Regions from separate parts of the Rattus norvegicus genome. Here region 1 is linked to region 2. The links are chromatin contacts, called in public Hi-C maps. All regions are on one chromosome and are shown on one strand. Each heading gives the region's core, a stretch centred on a gene start, on an enhancer-like site or on the middle of the called end of the contact. The rest is flanking DNA. Distances are from core to core; before and after follow the strand shown. Region 1 overlaps Kiaa2012 (KIAA2012 homolog). Region 2 holds the start of Fzd7 (frizzled class receptor 7).

The links. Hi-C and Micro-C count contacts between places; a contact is called where the count stands out from the background.
Region 1: a Hi-C map of the A7r5 cell line shows a contact between it and region 2, with 4 times the contacts expected there. The contact joins the enhancer-like site here to the promoter of Fzd7 in region 2. A contact is called at or near these places in 6 of 12 Hi-C or Micro-C datasets (the A7r5 cell line, the Rat2 cell line, kidney and 2 more).

The regions. Positions count from the first base shown.
Region 1 is chr9:68,515,824-68,518,523 of GRCr8, forward strand. All of the region lies in intron 11 of Kiaa2012 (KIAA2012 homolog), which reads left to right. Among named protein-coding and RNA genes, the nearest start is that of Kiaa2012, 56 kb to the left of the region's middle. Within about 2 kb of position 1,293, at least 12 of the 93 cell types and tissues checked have an H3K27ac peak or open chromatin away from gene starts, as enhancers often do. A contact at or near this core is called in the A7r5 cell line, where this site is marked.
Region 2 is chr9:68,424,231-68,426,930 of GRCr8, forward strand. It overlaps Fzd7 (frizzled class receptor 7), which reads left to right and starts at 1,308. Exons shown (of 1, transcript NM_001271185.1): 1 at 1,308-2,700. The coding sequence starts at 1,670.

The sequences.
Region 1 (2,700 bases), core at 43-2,542, 92 kb after region 2:
GTTTCTAGGCAGACTTCTTAGCTGGACCTCCCGGGGGCGTCTCTGGCCTGGAGGCCTTCTCAGGTCCCTAGCAATTGTTGAATGTGCCTATCTCACCCTCCTTCCCAGCCAGAAAGATTTAAAAGGAGAACGTGTAGCATAAACAAAGCCTTAAATCTTATCCTACAAATCTGATAATGGCATCACCAACAGGCATCTTGGGTCTTGGTCTCCTGCATTCAACAGACTTGAAATTTATTATCCCACTCCATAGGTCATAAGCGTCCTGAGTCACATCGTATAAAGTATTTTTAGACATTTTTAAGGAAAGGTCAGCTCACTGCTGTCTCCTTCCTTTTATAGTTACGTTTACCCTGGGAAGAATGTTTTTAATAATCTGGAATTTGCATTTGCACTTTCCATTTATGACCAAAACACAAAACCTTGAAGGTACCAGGGCTGACACCGGGGCTTTCTCTTACTGGTTTCAGCTGGGGCCGGCAAGGCCCTGCCCAAGCTGTTGAAGGCAAAGGCACTCTCAGGTCTGTGTAACAGCAGATATATCTCCTGCCTGACGGTGACCCTGCGGGATAGGAAGGAAATTCTATGACAGCAGTCTGGTGATCAAAGGGTGTGCTCTTGAGAAATGGAGTGTGGAAAAAGGCCCTGAACAGATTTCAAGAGGCTCCTGCCAGCACCTCCAACAGCTTCTGCCCTGGAAACCATTTGGCTACTTCGGAGCCTGCAGGGCCAGTGTTTACCAAGCCCAGACACGCATGCATGCATGAAGGAGGAGCCAGGTGGCCCACCTGTCCTGATAAGGCGGTTCCTTGGAGTTAGGTTTCTATTCTGCTCCCAGATGGATCCCATCAGAGTTCCTCCCACTCCGGAAAAATAAGCACTCTGAAGCAGTAGGAGTAAATGTAATTGTATTTCATTTTTATTTAAAACAGCAATTTGGGAATTAAACATTGTCAACGCAGATTTAAATAGAAGGAGACCTAAAGGCGCGAGTCCCATGGTAAAATCAGACGCTCTCCCCACCTTCTAATGTCTGAGTGTTTGGAGAAGGCAGCAGGGGCTGAGGATGAAATCCATCCAGGCAGGGTTACCTCTGAATAGCCCGGCTATCTAATGAGGAGCGTTATCTCCCACTAAAAGCCAGCGGTTAGATTAATGGGAGCTGGTGGGCAGCCAGGGACTGTGCTTTCTGTATATCTCTATAGTGGCAGACATGTTCATCACAGAAAGGCTGTGTGCGAGTTCAAGCAGCCAGGAAGTAAGCTGAAGTAGTATGAGGTCTTTGGTTGTGCATACCAGCTCCTGAAACAGGAAGAAGGCCCCACCCTCAGCTGACAGCTGTGGCCTGGTTGCACAAGAGCAGATCTCCCCCTTGTCGCTCTAGAAGGGAGGTTTACCACACACCCCACACACCCCTCCACCCCACACACCCCACACACCCCACACACACCTCCACTACACACACCCCTCACACCCCACACACCCCACACACCCTTCCACTCCACACACCCCACACACCCCACACACCCCACACACACCTCCACTCCACACACCCCACACACCCCACACACCCCTCACACCCCTCACACCCCTCCACCCCACACACCACACACACCCCACACACCACACACACCCCACACACCCCTCCACCCCACACACCCCACACACCCCTCACACCCCACACACCCCTCTCACCCCTCACACCCCACACACCCCTCACACCCCACACACCCCACACACCCCACACACCCCTCCACTCCACACACCCCTCACACCCCACACACCCCTCACACCCCTCACACCCCACACACCCCACACACCCCTCACACCCCACACACCCCACACACCCCACACACCCCTCCACCCCACACACCCCACACACCCCTCACACCCCACACACCCCTCCACCCCACACACCCCTCACACCCCTCACACCCCTCCACCCCACACACCCCACACACCCCTCCACCCCACACACCCCACACCCCACACACCCCACACACCCCACACACCCCACACACCCCTCACACCCCACACACCCCTCACACCCCACATACCCCTCCACCCCACACACCCCTCCACCCCACACACCCCACACACCCCACACACCCCACACACCCCTCACACCCCACACACCCCACACACCCCTCACACCCCTCCACCCCACACACCCCACACACCCCTCACACCCCACACACCCCTCACACCCCACACACCCCACACACCCCTCACACCCCACACACCCCTCACACCCCACACACCCCTCCACCCCACACACCCCTCCACCCCACACACCCCACACACCCCACACACCCCACACACCCCACACACTCCACACACCCCTCACACCCCACACACCCCACACACCCCTCACACCCCACACACCCCTCACACCCCACACACCCCTCACACCCCACACACCCCACACACCCCTCCACTCCACACACCCCACACACTCCACACACCCCTCACACCCCTCACACCCCTCACACCCCTCCACTCCACACACCCCTCCACTCCACACACCCCTCACACCCCACACACCCCTCCACTCCACATACCCCTCACACCCCTCACACCCCTCACACCCCACACACCCTACACACCCCTCCACTCCACATACCCCTCACACCCCACACACCCACCCACCCACCCCACACACCCACCCCACCCACCCCACACACCCTACACAACCCACAC
Region 2 (2,700 bases), core at 58-2,557:
AGGCGCTCTGTAAATCATACAGAGAGTTCTGAGGCCCTCGGTCTCAGGTTACTCTCATAAGCATTCCCCCAGAGCTGCCTTAGAGCTCTCCAAAACCCCCAGAGCCTCTTGGGCATCCCAGGCTCCCAGCAGTGTGCCCGGGAGGGGTGGCAGGCTCGTGAGTGCCGCGCAACCCCCAGCTCTGGGCCCTCTCCTCCGAGGGTCTGCACTTCCTCCCGCCACAAGTCCGCCCCTCGGCCGACTCCGGTTTCTCCCTCCGGGCGGCCCCCCTTTTTGTAACTGGGGGAGGGAGAGGGGATTATGGCTTCACATGGTCGGCTGGGGTATGGGAAGAAAAAAACGGTCCTTAGTCGCACCCTTTCCTCGCTCCACACTGATGCTAACTAAAATCCTCCCGCTCTAGCCAGCCAGGCAAGGCTAACGTGACTCTGGGTCACGTCTCTCCGCCCTGGCACTGTGCTATTCTCAGCTTCTCGCCAAAGCCTTCAGCGAATGCCCCCTTTTGCTCGGGAATGTGTATTTTAGGGTACATGGAAGAGGAACCAATCTTTCAAGCAAGTTGCCTTTCTGGTGCGTTTTTCTCCCCTGAGCAAATTCTGGGTAAAAGTTTTTCCTAACTTTTCTCTCAGTTCTCCGCCCCTCCCCTCAGGAATCCGCCCAGAGCGCTTCAGGCACCGCCTTCCTCGTTCCCTCGGCCTCCCCTTCCGACTTCCACCCAATCGGAAGGCGTCTACAGAGAAAACAAAGCGCTCTATTGGACGTCCAGAGGGCTCGGGCCCGCCCCCGGAGTGGTTTGTGAATGGGGGGAGGGGAGGGGGCGGGGCGGCCCAGAGCCCTGCGAGCCCGACGCTTCTTCTAGCCACCAGTGCAGCTCCCAGGCGTTACTCTGCACTCCTTCCCTAGCGGGCGGTGGCGGACGCCGGGAGTTGCGGGCTGGGACTGTGCGGGGCAGCAGAGGCCGGGTGCAGGCCGACTGCGGGTGAAGGGGCTTCGGATTCCGCGCTACTACGTTTCCAAAGCGAGCTTGTCTAGCTCTTACCTCCCGAGCACCGATCGGACTCAAAGCAAGAACGAGCCCTTTGACTTGAAACTTGGGGCCGACCTTCCTAGGACTGAAGGAGGCTCCAGAATCAGAGGAGGCGGCAGCGGTGGCCCGCGGGGCCTCAAGGAGAGAAGGTGGAGCAGCACCCAGGCGACGACCAGAGCGAGCAAGCGGGGACGCTGGGCGCTGGCCTGGCGGAGGCCCGGCTTGGTGTAGGGGACGTGCGTATCGGCGTGCGCCCGGGGCTCGAGAAACTTGGGCAAACTTTGAAGGGTAACCGGAGACGCTTGTTGCTCGTCGCCGCAGAGAAAGCCGCACCGTTACGTCTCGGCGGGGAGGGTAAGGCGACACCCCCCTCGGTCCCCCCACTCCAGGCCCAGGAGTTTGAACCCCTGGAGGCCGCGTGAGTGCCACGCGGAGGCGGCTGCGGCGCCCCCTCGGCTGGCGGCCTCGCCCCCGCTGTGCAGGCACCCTAGCACCCTCGGCTCCGCGCCGCCCACGGCCCGGCCCCGGCGCCGGGAGGACTCTCATGCGCCGGGCGCGGCGGCGCCTCCCTGCATCCAAGCCGCTCCCCAGCGCCCCGTCTTTTTCCTCCAGCTGAGAACGCCGCTGCACTCTCGGCCGGCGATGCGGGGCCCCGGCACGGAGGCGTCGCACTCGCCCCTGGGCCTCTGTGCCTTGGTGCTTGCTCTTCTGGGCGCGCTGCCCACGGACACCGGAGCTCAACCATACCACGGCGAGAAAGGCATCTCGGTACCGGACCACGGCTTCTGCCAGCCCATCTCCATCCCGTTGTGCACGGATATTGCCTACAACCAGACCATCCTGCCCAACCTGCTGGGCCACACGAACCAAGAGGACGCGGGCCTCGAGGTGCACCAGTTCTACCCTCTGGTAAAGGTGCAGTGTTCTCCCGAGCTGCGCTTCTTCTTATGCTCTATGTACGCACCCGTGTGCACCGTGCTCGACCAAGCCATTCCTCCGTGCCGTTCCTTGTGCGAGCGCGCCCGACAGGGCTGCGAGGCGCTCATGAACAAGTTCGGTTTCCAGTGGCCGGAGCGGCTGCGCTGCGAGAACTTCCCGGTGCACGGCGCCGGCGAGATATGCGTGGGGCAGAACACGTCCGACGGCTCCGGGGGCGCAGGCGGTAGTCCCACCGCCTACCCTACTGCTCCCTACCTGCCAGACCCGCCTTTCACTGCGATGTCCCCCTCAGATGGCAGAGGCCGCTGGTCTTTCCCCTTCTCTTGCCCGCGTCAGCTCAAGGTCCCCCCCTACCTGGGCTACCGTTTCCTAGGCGAGCGTGACTGCGGTGCCCCGTGTGAGCCAGGCCGTGCTAACGGCCTCATGTACTTTAAAGAAGAGGAGAGACGTTTCGCCCGCCTCTGGGTAGGTGTGTGGTCAGTGCTGTGCTGTGCCTCGACGCTCTTCACGGTGCTCACCTACCTAGTGGACATGCGTCGCTTCAGCTATCCAGAGCGACCCATTATCTTCCTGTCGGGCTGCTACTTCATGGTGGCAGTGGCGCACGTGGCGGGCTTCCTGCTAGAGGACCGTGCCGTGTGCGTGGAGCGCTTCTCGGACGATGGCTACCGCACGGTGGCGCAGGGCACCAAGAAGGAGGGCTGCACCATCCTCTTCATGGTGCTTTACTTCTT